Regions from separate parts of the Oryctolagus cuniculus genome. Here region 2 is linked to region 1. The links are chromatin contacts, called in public Micro-C maps. All regions are on one chromosome and are shown on one strand. Each heading gives the region's core, a stretch centred on a gene start, on an enhancer-like site or on the middle of the called end of the contact. The rest is flanking DNA. Distances are from core to core; before and after follow the strand shown. Region 1 has its middle 20 kb from the start of EIF1. Region 2 overlaps LOC127484399 (a long non-coding RNA gene).

Region 1 (6,936 bases), core at 1,208-3,707:
TGCCACCAGCAGCTCTGTGGCCCTCACAGCAGGGCCTGTGCCCACCTCCTGCTCACCCCGCCCAGCTCTGCCCTCACTCTTCCAACCCCACCCCCCATGCAGAGGGGTTCCCACACCCACCCAGGGCCAGGGCCCCTTTGCTCACTCCACGGCCTGGGCAGTGCCGTCTGCAGCCTCCCCCCAACCCTGGCATCGGCTGTAGCTGAGGCAGAGGAACCGGGGCTCAAAACTACTGAGGCCTCAGGACCCAGGGGGCCCCCGTGGCCAGGCCCGGGGGGGGCTGAGATGCCAGCAGTGGCCCTGCAGCAAGGACTCAAACAGCGGCGGGGCCCCCAGATCCCAGAGCTTCAGGCCTGTCCCCTCCCCCAGCCAGAAACCTGGCCTGGCCTGAGAAGGGGAAGCTACAGAGCCGGGCGGGCAGAGCCCCCCCCTGGGGGGGGCGGTCCCGTGGAGCCCAGCAGGCCCCCAAACTCTTCCCCAGTCCCAAGATCCCACTCCATCCACCAACAACCCAGGGCCTTGGGGAACATGTGAGAGGAGAGGATACTGAGGCAGAGGACACAGGCGGTTGCAGTTGTGGGAGGAATCTCACAGCAAGGAAGCGGGCAGGACTGACCCTGACCCCCTCCCCACCCCTACAGAGCAGTGCCAGCAGCCCAGCCTGTGTGGGAGAAGCAGGCCCAGGTGGCAGATGTTGGATCAAGTCCCCCCTCCCCTACGGACACAGGGTCCCACCTGGCACCCAGTTAGGACAGAGACCTCCCTGGGGACTGGGGACGGCCAGCCTCTGCGGGGGCCTCACCACCCCGCTCCCAGAGTGCCCTGCCTTCTGCCCCCAGCAATGACTGAGCCACAAACAAGGCCAAGGCCACGACCACAGACCATCAGGCCTCAGCCTCCCGCTAACCAACCGCAGAAGCAGAAAAGGGGTGTGAGTAGGGGCCGAGGAGCGGGCACCCCGAGCCCTAGGGACCGCCGAGGGACCTGGGGCTCCAGCAGGCTTCCCCCCCTCCTTTCAGGAACATGCAAGGGCAGCAGTTCCCACAGCCGGTCTCAGGCAGCTGCCAGTCGCTGCCTTCCAAGGCCAAGGGCTGAGCTGGCTCGGGCAGGGGCCTGGGCGGGGCGCAGCACACCTGGCTGGGCCAAGCCCAGGCACACCCCGCTGGAGAGGAATGTGGACGCCGCCTGGGCTGGCCCTGGGAAAGCTCTGACTCAGCCTGGGTGGGCCAGCAGCAGCCTCAGCAGGAGCCAGGCGCTCCCACTCCGCCCTGCCCATCGGCCCACCTGGGGCTGAACCTGGGATCTGGGCTGGGAGAGGGCTGAGGGCGGGGGCAGCTTGGGGACAGCAGGGACGCAGTGGGATTTGCCCTTGTGGGCCTCGGAGCGCACCCCAGCACATTCCTCCAGGTCATCCAGGCGCTGGGTGCTGGAACTCAGCAATCTGCCCCTTGGGACCCGGGCAGGGGACTCACCAAGGCCCAGACACTCCTGTCTGTATGAGGAGGCAGGGGTGGCGTGGCTGGCAGGGCAGAGGCCAGGGAGAAATCGGCCAATCACTCGCAACTCCAATCTGGCCTGGGGCCTGGGGGGCCGCCAGCTCCAGAAAGAGGCGGCAGCCGTGTGGGTAGGGAGCAGGGAGACCCCCAGCCTCCAGCTGCCTCTCCCCGGGAAACAGACGCATTGGCCAGGCCCCGTGAGGCCTTGGCAGCCCCTGCTCCACCTGGCCAGCTTCTGTCACCTAAGGGACATCCCGATCCCTTGGCTGGGGCTGGGGCTCCCCCCGGACTAGGTGCTCCCTGGAGACTGCACCATATTTGTCCCCCACACAGGGGGCTCCCAGGAGAGGAGACCCCGCTGCCCTTCTCCATCTCCCATGGTCCCAAGTCCTGGCCACAGAGGGCCAGGACACCTGTGGTTGCCCTCCCAGCCCCTGCCCTGATCACGCCCCTCCCTGGCCACCCAGCCAGCCCCCAAACATGGCGCTGAGTGGCCTCACAGGGCTCAGGGGACCAAGCCCTGGGGGGGGGGTGTTGCAACCAAGTCTCCCACCTGTCCCCTACCTGTAAGGACAGGGCCTGCAGCCTCCCTGCCCCGCCCCCCACCTTGAACCTCTCCCGTGCCCCTCCGCTCGCTTGTGCTCTGCCCCTCTCTCTTGCTCCCAAGCCTGAGGGTGCAAGGTGCTGGGAGCTGAGGCTGGGGCTAGTGCCTGGGTGCTGGGGGGCAGTGGGAGCCGAGGCCAGGGCTGGGGCCTGGGGGCTGGGTGCTGGGGGGCAGTGGGAGCCAAGGCCAGGGCTGGGGCCTGGGGCCTGGGGGCTGGGGGCCAGTGGGAGCCGAGGCCAGGGCTGGGGCCTGGGGCCTGGGTGCTGGGGGCCAGTGGGAGCCAAGGCCAGGGCTGGGGCCTGGGGCCTGGGTGCTGAGGGCCAGTGGGAACCGAGGCCAGGGCTGGGGCTGGGGGCTGGGTGCTAGGGGGCAGTGGGAGCCAAGGCCAGGGCTGGGGGCTGGGTGCTGAGGGCCAGTGGGAGCCAAGGCCAGGGCTGGGGCCTGGGGGCTGGGGGCGGGGGGCCAGGCAATAGCCCTGCCCACGAAGCCTGGAGGCTGGGGGGCAGGGCTGGCAAGTGTCTCCAGCTCTGGGGGCCCTGCTGCTTCCCTCCTCAGCAGGCCCAGGCTGGGGGCCCAGGCTGGGGTGCGGCGTTGGCAGGACAGACAGTCTCCAGTGTTGTTCCTCTGTTACCAGGGAGGGGTGAAGGGCCTGGCTCCCGGCCCTGTTTGGGCCCCGGGCTGAATGCGTGGGTGGGGAGGGCAGGCGGGAGGACCTGGGGTGTGGAGCAGTCACTTCCCGCTCCCGGGGCCCCAGGGCAGGGAGGTCGGGCTGACGGGCTGGGATCCGCAGCTCCCCGGGCTGATTCAGACTTGCTGGAGCCCGGCCTGTGCTGGCTCAGGGAAACCAGGCCAGGCCAGGTGGAGGGGGCTGGGGGCAGGGCAGGTTGTGCTCAGGGGGCGCCCGGGTCTGAGGTCGCAATAGGAACCACTGCTGTGACGCCCTCACCCGCAGGACTGACCACACCCCAGCCTGGCTCAGGGCACCACGGCTGCGCCCGGGCCTCTGGGCCTCAGTTTCCCTGTCTGTTAAGCGCCGCCTCCCTCCTGTGCTGGGCTCTGCCTGTCACAGCCGAGCAGGCTCCTGCTGACGGCCCGTGGCCGGGTCAGGCTCCCAGCAGGGAATCCTGGGGCCCAGGAGTCCCCGGCTGTGAGGGCTCCACACATCCCCGCCGACAGCCAGAGCCAATGCCTCCTGAGCACTGGGCCCAGGACTGCGGTCAGTGCCGGGCAGTCTGGTGCAGGGGAGGGGACGCCGCGCGCCTCTGGCCCCCAGGGCAGGGGCTGCCTCTTCTGCATTTGGCAGCAATGGCCTAGCGACAGCCCACGAGCCCTGGTGACCTGTGCCCAGGTCCCCGCACAGCCTCAGCCCAGGGACAAACACCCACCTCCCCTCCACAGATCCGTCTGTTTGCTTTAAGAACTTTGGTCATTTCAAAGTTACTTCCCTTTTCTTCTTCTTTTTAAGATTTATTTATTTGAAAGGCAGAGTTACAAAGAGAGAGACACCGAGAGAGAGAGAGCTTCCATCTGTTGGTTCACTCTCCAAATGGTTGCAACAGCCAGGACTGGGCCAGGCTGAAGCCAGGAGCCAGCAGCTTCTTCCAGGTCTCCCACCAGGGTGCAGGGGCCCAAGCTCTTGGGCCATGTTCAGCTGCTTTCCCAGTGCACTGGCAAGGAGCTGGATCAGAAGTGGAGCAGACAGGACTCGAACCAGCACCCACATGGGATGCCGGTGTCACAGCAGCGGCTCTGCCCACTGAGCCACAGTGCCGGCCCCCACAGATCACTTACGGAGCCCCAGCTGGGTACCTGGCTGGTGCTGGAGGCGGACAGAGGCCCTGTCCATTGCACCATACAAGAAGCACACAGCCAACAGGGTCACGCTGACAGTGCAAGAAGGCCGCGGAGGGGGCGTGGGGAGCTGAGGCTTGAGTGGTGGTGTCCTGGCCAGATTGCGACTCTGGGAACAGAGGTCCTGGGGGAGGAGGAGGGCCCCCTCTGGGTGCTGAGCAGGGCTGCAGACGCCTCCAGGAGATGCCGACACCCAGCCCTCTGCTTTGGGTAAACAGGTGAGCTAGCGTCAGTCGGATCCAGACCTGCTCGCCCAAGCCTCACTGGCAAAAACCCAGCCAGCAGCCTGCCCGTGCCAGCTGCCGCGGGGCGGGGCCCGGGAGGACCCACTGCAGCCCTGCAGAGCTGGACCCCCGGAGCGGCAGGTGGTGCGGGCCCCACCCGGCCAACATGGGCTCCGGGGAGGACAGGCCTCCAGTTCTGCCTGCGACGCTGGAGCTCACAGTTCACACAGGAAGCCCCCTGAATTCCAGAGGAAGCCCCGAGCAGGCCGAACAAACCAGGGGCAGGGCCCGAGGAAGGCTGGACCCTTCATACGAAGGCAAAGAGAGGTGCAGGGCAGGACCAGCCTGCAGCCGGTGAGGACCAAGGCCAGACCCAGGCCCCTGCACCCCCACCCGCTGCTGGCCAATCCCACCCCTTCCCTCCACCACTATGCAGACCCCCGCACACCAAGGGGCAGCCGGCCCGCCTCCCTCATCACCCATCCCAACAGCCTTCACTCCAAACCTCTGGTTCCCAGTCCTAGGCCCTCCCACCACCGGTGCCGCCCCCCAGGAGTTGTGTGGCCCACAACTGCCAGAATTTACAAAGAAGGGAAACTGAGACCAGAGGGGCCAGCATTGCCCAAAGTCCCTCTGTGACAAGTTCCAGACCGTGGGAAGAGGGCTGGGTGCCCACTGGGAGCCCGTGCATTTCCTGGCCGGGGCAGGGGTGAGTTCCTGGCCGGGGCAGGGGTGAGTCAGGCACCGGCCGGGCAGGTCCAGGGCAGCCTCAGCACTGGGCGGAAGCGACCGTGGCCACCGCTGTCCAGGGCGGGGCAGGACTTCAGATGGCAGTGCCGCCGCCATGATGGCGGGGATGGCCTGGGACTCTGCTCCCCCGGGGACGCCAAGGCTGCCAGCTGCAGGCCGCACTTGGAGCAGCCGGGCCTGGAGAAGGTGTGCACACAGCTGCAAAGGGGCGGGGACAGCAGGCGGGAGGGCGGAGAAGGAGGCACTGGGTGCAGGGTCCTGGCAGGGATACAAAGGCCGGCTCTGCCCCTGACTGGTGGTGGGGGGGGTGCTCGCTGCCCCACCCCACAGCCTCGGCCTCAGCCCTAGGGTGCCCCCCGACTCAGTGCCTCCTACCTTGACCATGGTGCTGCGTAGGTGTAGACAGTTGTCAAAACGCCTGACCTCTACACTTAACACAGGTACACCTTATTTTATGTAAGTAGCACATCAATAAAGTCAAACCATTTATTCGCTTATTTTATTTAAAAGGCAGAGAGACAGACCATCCACTGGTTCACTCCCCAAATGCCCACAACAGCCAGGACTGGGCCTGGCCAAAGCCGGGAGCCAGGAAGTGAACCCAGGTTTCCCATGTGGGTGGCGGGGACCCAAACACTTGAGCCTCCACCCACTGCCTCCCAGGGTGCGTATGAGCAGGAAGCTGGAAATGGGAGCAGAGCCGGGACTTGAACCCTGCACTCCAACATGCAGCGGGCGGCGCCGCTGGGCCAAATGCCTGCCCCGAGGTGCACTGCCCCGAGGACGGGGGCAGCCGGCTTCAGTAGATGCTTTCTGTAAGCGGGGAGACCTGGGGCTGCGGGAACAGGGCTCACAGAACCCCTGCTCGGGGCCAACAGTACCCACCACTAACCGAGCGCCCGCCGTGTGCCAGGCACTGGTCCGACACTCGGCCTAGATCGGGGCCACGCTGCCTGTTTTTGTACAGCCCAAGGACTGAGGGTGATTTTTACATTTTTAGGTAGTTCTTTTAAATATCAAAATAGTGGCCGGTGTTGTGGTTACTGGGCTAAGCCTCTGCCTGCAGCGCTGCTATCCCACATGGGTGCTGGCTCATGTCCCGGCTGCTCCACTTCCTATTCCTATTCTATTGCTTATGGCGTGAGAAAGCAGTAGAAGATGGCCCAAGAGCTTGGGCCCCTGTGCCCTGGTAGGAGACCCGGAAGAAGCTCCTGGCTCCTGGCTTCAGATCAGCCTAGCCCTGGCCATTTGGGGAGTAAACCAGCAGATGGAAGACCTCTCTGTTTCTCCTTCTCCATGTCTATAACTCTCTCAAATAAATAAGTAAATAAAACATTTTTTTTGACAGGCAGAGTGGACAGTGAGAGAGAGAGACAGAGAGAAAGGTCTTCCTTTTGCTGTTGGTTCACCCTCCAATGGCCGCCGTGGCCGGCGCGTTGCAGCCGGCGCACCGCGCTGATCCGATGGCAGGAGCCAGGAGCCAGGTGCTTTTCCTGTTCTCCCATGGGGTGCAGGGCCCAAGCACCTGGGCCATCCTCCACTGCACTCCCTGGCCACAGCAGAGAGCTGGCCTGGAAGAGGGGCAACCGGGACAGAATCCGGCGCCCCGACCGGGACTAGAACCTGGTGTGCCGGCGCCGCTAGGCGGAGGATTAGCCTAGTGAGCCGCGGCGCCGGCCTAAATAAAACATGTTAATATATATATCAAAATACTATTCTGTGAAAAACAAAAATCGTATGTGGTACAAGTGGTGGTGAGCACATGTGAAGATCTCTTGGGAACCCGCACTGTGGCGCCATGGGCCAGGCTGCCACCCACAAAGCCAGAGTCCATGTCAGCCAGCTCTAGTCCTGGCTGCTCCACTTCCAATCCAGCTCCCTGCACATGCACCTCGAAAAGCAGCGGAAGCAGCTGGGCCCTGCACCCACAGGGGAGACCTGGATGGAGCTCCAGGCTCCTGGCTTTGGCCTGACCCTGACCCAGCCCCAGCCATTGCAGCCATCTGGGGAG
Region 2 (6,936 bases), core at 1,593-4,092, 660 kb before region 1:
CTGGGCAAGCAACAAAGCATTTGCAAAGTGATACAATTTTTTAAAAAATAAAAAGCAAAGAGTCAGAGAACTCAAGGGGCTTCCATAGCCTTGGAAACTCATGACTGGTGCATAGGGAGATTATTGATGCCATGAACAGGAGTGTCAATTGGTAAAGTCAACAACAGGAGTCACTGTGCACTTACTCCTCATGTAGGATCTCTGTCCTTAACGTGCTGTACACTGAGGCTTAATGCTATAACGAGTACTCAAACAGTATATTTCACTTTGTGTTTCTATGGGGGTGCAAACGATTGAAATCTTTACTTAATGTACACTAAACTGATCTTCTGTAAAAAAAAAAAAAAAAAAAAAAAAAGAAATTATCAATTCCCAACTTGACTCTCACTGGGATTAAACATGACAATAGGTCTGATCTGATTTCATCATCATTTTAAAAAAATCATCTATTATTTTTCACTTTATGTTTCTGTGTGGCAACAAACTGTTGAAATCCTTACTTAAGGTATACTAAGCTGATCTTCTGTATATTAAGATAATCGAAAATGAATCTTGATGTGAATGGAAGGGGAGAGGGAGTGGGAAAGGGGAGGGTTGTGGGTGGGAGGGACGGTATGGGGGGGAAAGCCATTGTAACCCATGAGTCGTACTTTGGAAATTTATATTCATTAAATAAAAGATTAAAAAAAAAAAGCAAAATAGATCCTTTATTCGTGGCTTGTATGTGAATTACCTTGGGGAAAAAGCAGGTACGTTTTAATCTTTTAAGTCATTGGAACTCTCCAGGTGTTTTAAGCTGATACATGGCCATGTTCAGTGGTACCTGATGGAGCCAGGGCCCTCCCAGCTTGGGCTGAGACTTGGCAGCCTGCCCCCCGTCCTTCGCAGTGAGGGGTTTGTAGATGGGCCCCACTGTTCCTGTTGTGGCTTCAGCTCATATTCTCTTGCTCTGTTGTTCAGAGCAGAGGTTGGATACTCTTTTATAAAGTATTTTTTAAATTTTTTTTTTTTTGTTTGAAAGAGTTACACAGAGAGAGGAGAGGCAGAGATAGAGAGAGGTCTTCCATCCAATGGCTCACTCCCCAGTTGGCCACAACAGCTGGAGCTGCACCAATCGGAAGCCAGGAGCCAGGAGCTTCTTCCAGGTCTCCCAGGCAGGTGCAGGGGCCCAAGGACTTGAGCCATCCTCTACTGCTTTCCCAGGCCATAGCAGAGAGCTGGATCGGAAGTGGAGCAGGCAGGACTAGAACTGGAGCCCGATGCTGGTGCTTCAGGCCAGGGAATTAACCCGATGTGCCGCAGCGCCAGCCCCATAAAATTTTAGTTTAAAAAATTTAAAAATTATTTGAGAGACAAAGAGAGTGAGAGACGGAAATAGACGTAGTGAGAGTGCCCATCTGCTGGCTCAGTGGTTGGGTTGGGGCTGAAGCCTGGAGCTGGGAGCTCAGTCCAGGTCTCCCACAGAAGTGGCAGGAACCCAAGCGCTGGAGCCCAGTCACCCCTCCCCTGCTGCCCCACAGCGTCTGCATTAGCAGGAAGTCAGAGTCTGTGAGAGCTGGGCATTGGGCCAGGGGACTCTGACATGGGACATGTTTGCCCCAGAATTTTCTCTGTGTAAAGGTCAGGTGATAACTAGTCAGGGTTTGTGGGTGTGAGAGACACTATTGCGACTCCTCAAGGCTGCTGTTGACAGAAGCAGCTGTGGACAGGGGGCGAGCCAGCCGTGTGATTGGCCAACCCCTGGCCTGTGGGCACCTGTTGCTATTCAGGGCACTTGCTGTCTGTTAGTGTATGTTCTCTGTAAACTCAAACTCTCTTCTGGCTAAGAAGAAACAAGCTGGGAGCCCCTCTGGTCCAGCGCCTGTCCTGGTGCCTGGTCCTCCGTGCCGCAGGCTGCCGAGGCGGCGCCCCAGGAGCAGAGGAGCAGCGGGGGCGATGGAAGCCCTGGAAGTTTTAGAGCTGATAGCACAGCAACTCAGAAACCAGTGCCGCCGGAACGGTGAACTTGAAACCTCTCACTCACCACAGGATTTAATCCATATTTTAAAAGAAAAATGCCACAGTTTAAAATAACAGGCACTGACTGGTCTGAAATATCCCAGAAAAATCTGGTTTAAGATTTTTTTAGGCATTGATCCAAGAACATTTTTTCTTTCTGCCTTTTGGTCTGTTGAAAGAGACACAAGATACCCGGATGCCTTTGAAGGTGTCAGTGCCAGTATGGAAAGAAGTGCTTGACAAGCTGTCCTGCAAAGGGAGCCACCTCGTAGACCTGTCACTGCCTGACCTTCTCAAGTCCACCTTTGTGTTGTGTCTTTCTGTGCGTGGATTCTGTTTGCTCTGAGTGTGAGTGGGGGCGGGGCACAGAGACAACACCCTCGCGCCTGCAGTCTCAATCCTCCTCCCCCTCACCTGGAGCTCCCCCAAGGCCTCTGTGTCATTGACAGCAGCAGGTTCCCGCCTTAAAGAAGCATTTAGCTGGGGCTCCCTGCAGAGGAGAGGAAATAGGTCACCAAGGGAAGGGAGGTGAGTTCCCTTCATAAGGAGATGATTTGGTCATTTACCAGAGGTGACAGCGGCACCAAAATGATGCCAGTGGGCAGGAAGGGAGTATCAAAGACGCCCCCATTGTCTCCCTTTCCACAGGGCCCAGATGAACACGAGAGCCCCTTCTGGATACCGTGTGGCTCCTTCACGAGAGCAGAGAACTTAAAACAGTTTTCTTTCCAAAGGACTGTTGGAGCTGGGTCTGCACCCCCTCCCCCCCCGCTTCTGTTGGAGCAGAGTGGGAGGGGTTGGGTTCCAGCTCGTCACCAGGAAGATGCGGAAGGGGACCAAAGTCTTGACCACCCAGCCATAGGCTCCACCCACTATGCTTCTCCTGCTTAGCTGTTTGTGGGACTATCTACCCAGCCTCCTGGTCTCTGGACCCTGGGGTGGGTCTCTGGCTTGCCCACAGGTGCAGGCTCCTAGCTCCCCTTGGCCAGTTGTCTGGAGAGGCAGTGGGACCTCTCTGGGGGATATGGTTTTAACCCTTTGCTTGTCATAAAAATAGTCAGCAGGTCAAGGCTTGTCATAGGGGGCTGGCTTCCTCCTCCGTGTGATGGGCTAAGGGACTGACTGTGGATGTCTCCTGTTCTCAAGCAGCCCCAGTGTGGTCCGAGACAAAGCCCAGTCTGGGTCACTGCGGCCTCAGGTGGCTCAGAGGTGGGGTAGGAGGGGTGGGAGGGAGAAGACGTGAGTGCTGCCAACTTGTCTCTTGGACCATGTTGACTTTTAGTGCAACCACACCTGAGGTGGGGGCAGATGGCACCGTGTCCACCACTTTCGAAACCTTCTAGACACTTAGAGTTGCAGACCAAAGAACAGGAGATTGTGTGAGATAATGTAAGAAGCCGTATTCCTACAATGGGATCCCTTTGGGGGGGCGTGGCACAGCAGTTCAGACGTTGCTTGGGACACCTGCATCCCCTACTGGGGTACCTGGATATGAGTCCTGACTCGCTTATGATCTCAGCTTCCTGGCAGGCAGCATGCTTGCTCCAGTATTTGGGTCGCTGCCGCCCTTGTGGGAGACCTGTGCTGTGTTCATAGCTTCACTTTAGCCTGGTCCAGCCCTGGCTGCTGTCAGCATTTGTGAAAAGAAGCAGCAGATGGGAGATCTCTATTTCTGTCTCTGTCTCTCTTGCCATCAGCTGAGCCTCCTGCATGGGCTGAGTGACTGGAGATGCTGTCTCCTGCCCTAGGGCTGCCAGCCCCTGACACCTCCTCCAGCTCAGCCCTGGAGCCAAGGGTAGCTTAGGCACCTTTGGGTGACTGTTATCCTTGTGTGTTCTTTGTAAGTTAGCCCTTCCCTTGTTTGAAAAAAAATGAACGAACTACATCTTACATGGCTTCCCCAAACCCTTGTACTAATGTCCTTTTTTGGTCAGCCAGCTGATTGTTGTTTTCCGAGGACACTAATGACAACCCGGGCGTGATGCTTGCGAAGCCCCACATTAAGGCGGCTTGCGTCTAAACCTGCCATTCAGGTAATGACTGCCGCCCTCTGGGCAAGCAAGCTGGGGCCTTGTTGGGGGAAGGCCCGGTGGTAACGCCTGGCCACCTGGGCAGGGTGTGAGGCCAGTCACAGGCGCTGACCTGGTGGAGCTGGGCGTAGGGTCACGGATGACTTTATGATGCTTTTGTTGAGTGTGGAAGAAAACTTCAGAAGAGGGTGGCAAGAGCTTGATGGAAGGAACGCGTTTTCTTTCGGCTTCTCAGCTCGGGTTCACTTCCTTATCACAGTGCAAGCTAAGGCAGTAATTATTAGGGTTACTGACTGTGATTAGGGGTGACAGGAATCACAGTTGGGCAGAGGGACTGATTTGTATATTTTAATTTCCTCCTCTGAAGTTCTGACTTCAAGAACTCCTTTATTTTGTCTTCCTGTTAGTGAACAACTCCATAAGAGGCATGAGGTGGGTGTTAAATAACTAATCTTCACAGTTCTTCTTTCTAACTTCATTCATTGCGATATGAATTTCTTGGAAACAAAGGATAAGGACGTCAGTAACAGCTGTGAAAGCAACCAGTGCAGCTGAGTTTAGTGTGGATTAGGATGCAGCTTCAGTTAAATTTATTGTTTCTTCTTAAAACTTCAGCCGTTGTTTGGTTCACTGCACTAAAAAAAATGGTTCTTAAAGAGAGTTTAAGAAGATCTTTACAAATGAATACTCATATGTAGAGAGAGGTGTACTTTGTAGTGCTGTATTAGGTAACACAAGTGGTTGATCTTGGACAAGTCTTTTTCATTCTCTCCAAAGGGTCAGATTTGTTGTGAGCTTCTCATTGCGTGAGAATGGGATAATTTGAGACAAGATGATTGATCTCTTTAATTTCCAGACTCTGTCTTCTCTTCTTGGTGAGAGTCTAAAAAACACCTCCCTTCCAGGCCTAACTTAATCAAACTCTTGTAGGATTAATTTGCTTTGAGCAAGACTTTGCTGATGGGATTCTGCTGATGTCGCCTTCCCTGCTGTGTTGCTCATCCAGCTCAGTCTGTGGTGAGTCTATTGAGACTGACTCACAAAAATGACATTCAGTGCTGGGCCAGGCCAAGTGATTGGTGAATTCAAATCGTCTATAATCTTGCTACTTGAAGTGTGGTCCAGGGACCAGCGGTCTCCGTATCATCTGGGATCCTACTAGAAATACAGACTCTTAGACCCCAATCCAGAGCTTCTAGATCATAATCTGCATTTTTTTTTTTTTTTGACAGGCAGAGTGGACAGTGAGAGAGAGAGACAGAGAGAAAGGTCTTCCTTTTGCCGTTGGTTCACCCTCCAATGGCCGCCGCGGCCGGCGCGCTGCGGCCGGCGCACCGCGCTGATCCGATGGCAGGAGCCAGGAGCCAGGTGCTTTTCCTGGTCTCCCATGGGGTGCAGGGCCCAAGCACCTGGGCCATCCTCCACTGCACTCCCTGGCCACAGCAGAGGGCTGGCCTGGAAGAGGGGCAACCGGGACAGAATCCGGCGCCCCGACCGGGACTAGAACCCGGTGTGCCGGCGCCGCTAGGCGGAGGATTAGCCTAGTGAGCCGCGGCGCCGGCCCATAATCTGCATTTTAATAAGATCCTGGGTTATAAGTGTACACACCATTATTTGAGAAAAACTGATAAGGAGGACACAGGACTAGGTCGTGACCCAAAAACTCCTGAATCCTTACACGTTGGAGATGACGAATGGCAGTCTTCACAATATGTGTTGGTGACGAGCCTCTGGACAGAATCTTTCCAGTTAGTGGCCGTAGAAGATACCTGGTGTAACCATTGCCCATCGCCCATCCATCGTCACTACTATTCTTCATTCTTGTCCTTGCATGTTCCCCGAATATGGGGAGGGGCAATTTTGGCAGAAATGAGAAGTGAGTGCAAGGTCTAGCTGGACAAACGTATGAGGTCTTCTGGGCCTGGAACTTGCTGAACCCCCAGAGGAGCAATCAGAACTGAGTGCTTCGAGCTTTGGGTAATGGGTAGGTGGCTCCTGGTCGTAAAAGCCTGTCCCTCCATGGACCCGAGCGTCTGGTGCTGACTCGTGTGTTTTACCTTCATGCCATGTCAATGATGTCACACCACTAAGCCTCTGACAAGTATGGGCTCTGTTTTCAAAATAGAAAATTCAGATTTCTCATCCCAAGACTGCCAGCGAGTGTTCACCAGAGTGTGTAGCCTGGGTTTAGGTTCTATGCAGTCGCTTAGGAGCCATTTTTGGTTTGTGCAACACAGATTCTGGTCCCTTGTTTTATAGCTAAGTGACCGCAGCAAGTCAATGCGTTCCCAGGTGAGGACCCGGTGTCCTCAACTGCAAAATGAAGACAATGGCAGGCGTTAAGTGAGGTCCTGGGTGGAAAGCTCAGTCCAGGATAGCTTTCGTTCTAAAAACTTCTGTCTGTGTGGACGTGTGTCACATGTCCAAGTGTGGTGCATGCATCCCTTGACATGGCATAAGCTGACTTTTTGAAAAATTGGATGACTCATAATTTTAGGAGTCAGTTTCAAAGAGAAGTTCAGATGATTGGGTGGTTGGGAGAGTTCATGCACTGGGTACACACACACACACCTCAAGTAAAGTTCCTGACTGTGGTTAGGTGATTAGGTCGTCAAGCATGTCAGAGGCACTGTCTTTTCAGTTTTGCGTCATCTCACTGTGAATCTATTTCCCAAAACTCTGATCTTCTTAGAAAGATGGTGACATGCAGATGTTGTGATACAGTGAACAAGATAGGGCATGAGTCACACATGTGGGGGTGAACTCAATTATGTAGTGGAGTCAGAGGCCAGCATCGTTATGACACAACAGTCACCAACAAAATACTTTGGGGGATGCAGAAACAGCAGAATTCTTGTGATGAAAGACCAAATGGGAATATAGCATTTATGTGATAGCATTGTGAGGA

Evidence for each region. A called contact is a pair of places that touch in the nucleus more often than the background predicts.
Region 2: a contact with region 1 is called in a Micro-C map of ear pinna, with 6 times the contacts expected there. The contact joins two enhancer-like sites. A contact is called at or near these places in 2 of 6 Hi-C or Micro-C datasets (ear pinna and an unstated tissue).

The regions. Positions count from the first base shown.
Region 1 is chr17:21,014,197-21,021,132 of mOryCun1.1, reverse strand. No RefSeq gene overlaps it. Among named protein-coding and RNA genes, the nearest start is that of EIF1, 20 kb to the right of the region's middle. Within about 2 kb of position 2,457, at least 4 of the 8 cell types and tissues checked have an H3K27ac peak or open chromatin away from gene starts, as enhancers often do. A contact at or near this core is called in ear pinna, where this site is marked.
Region 2 is chr17:21,669,642-21,676,577 of mOryCun1.1, reverse strand. All of the region lies in intron 4 of LOC127484399 (a long non-coding RNA gene), which reads left to right. Among named protein-coding and RNA genes, the nearest start is that of KRT23, 19 kb to the right of the region's middle. Within about 2 kb of position 2,842, at least 1 of the 8 cell types and tissues checked has an H3K27ac peak or open chromatin away from gene starts, as enhancers often do. A contact at or near this core is called in ear pinna, where this site is marked.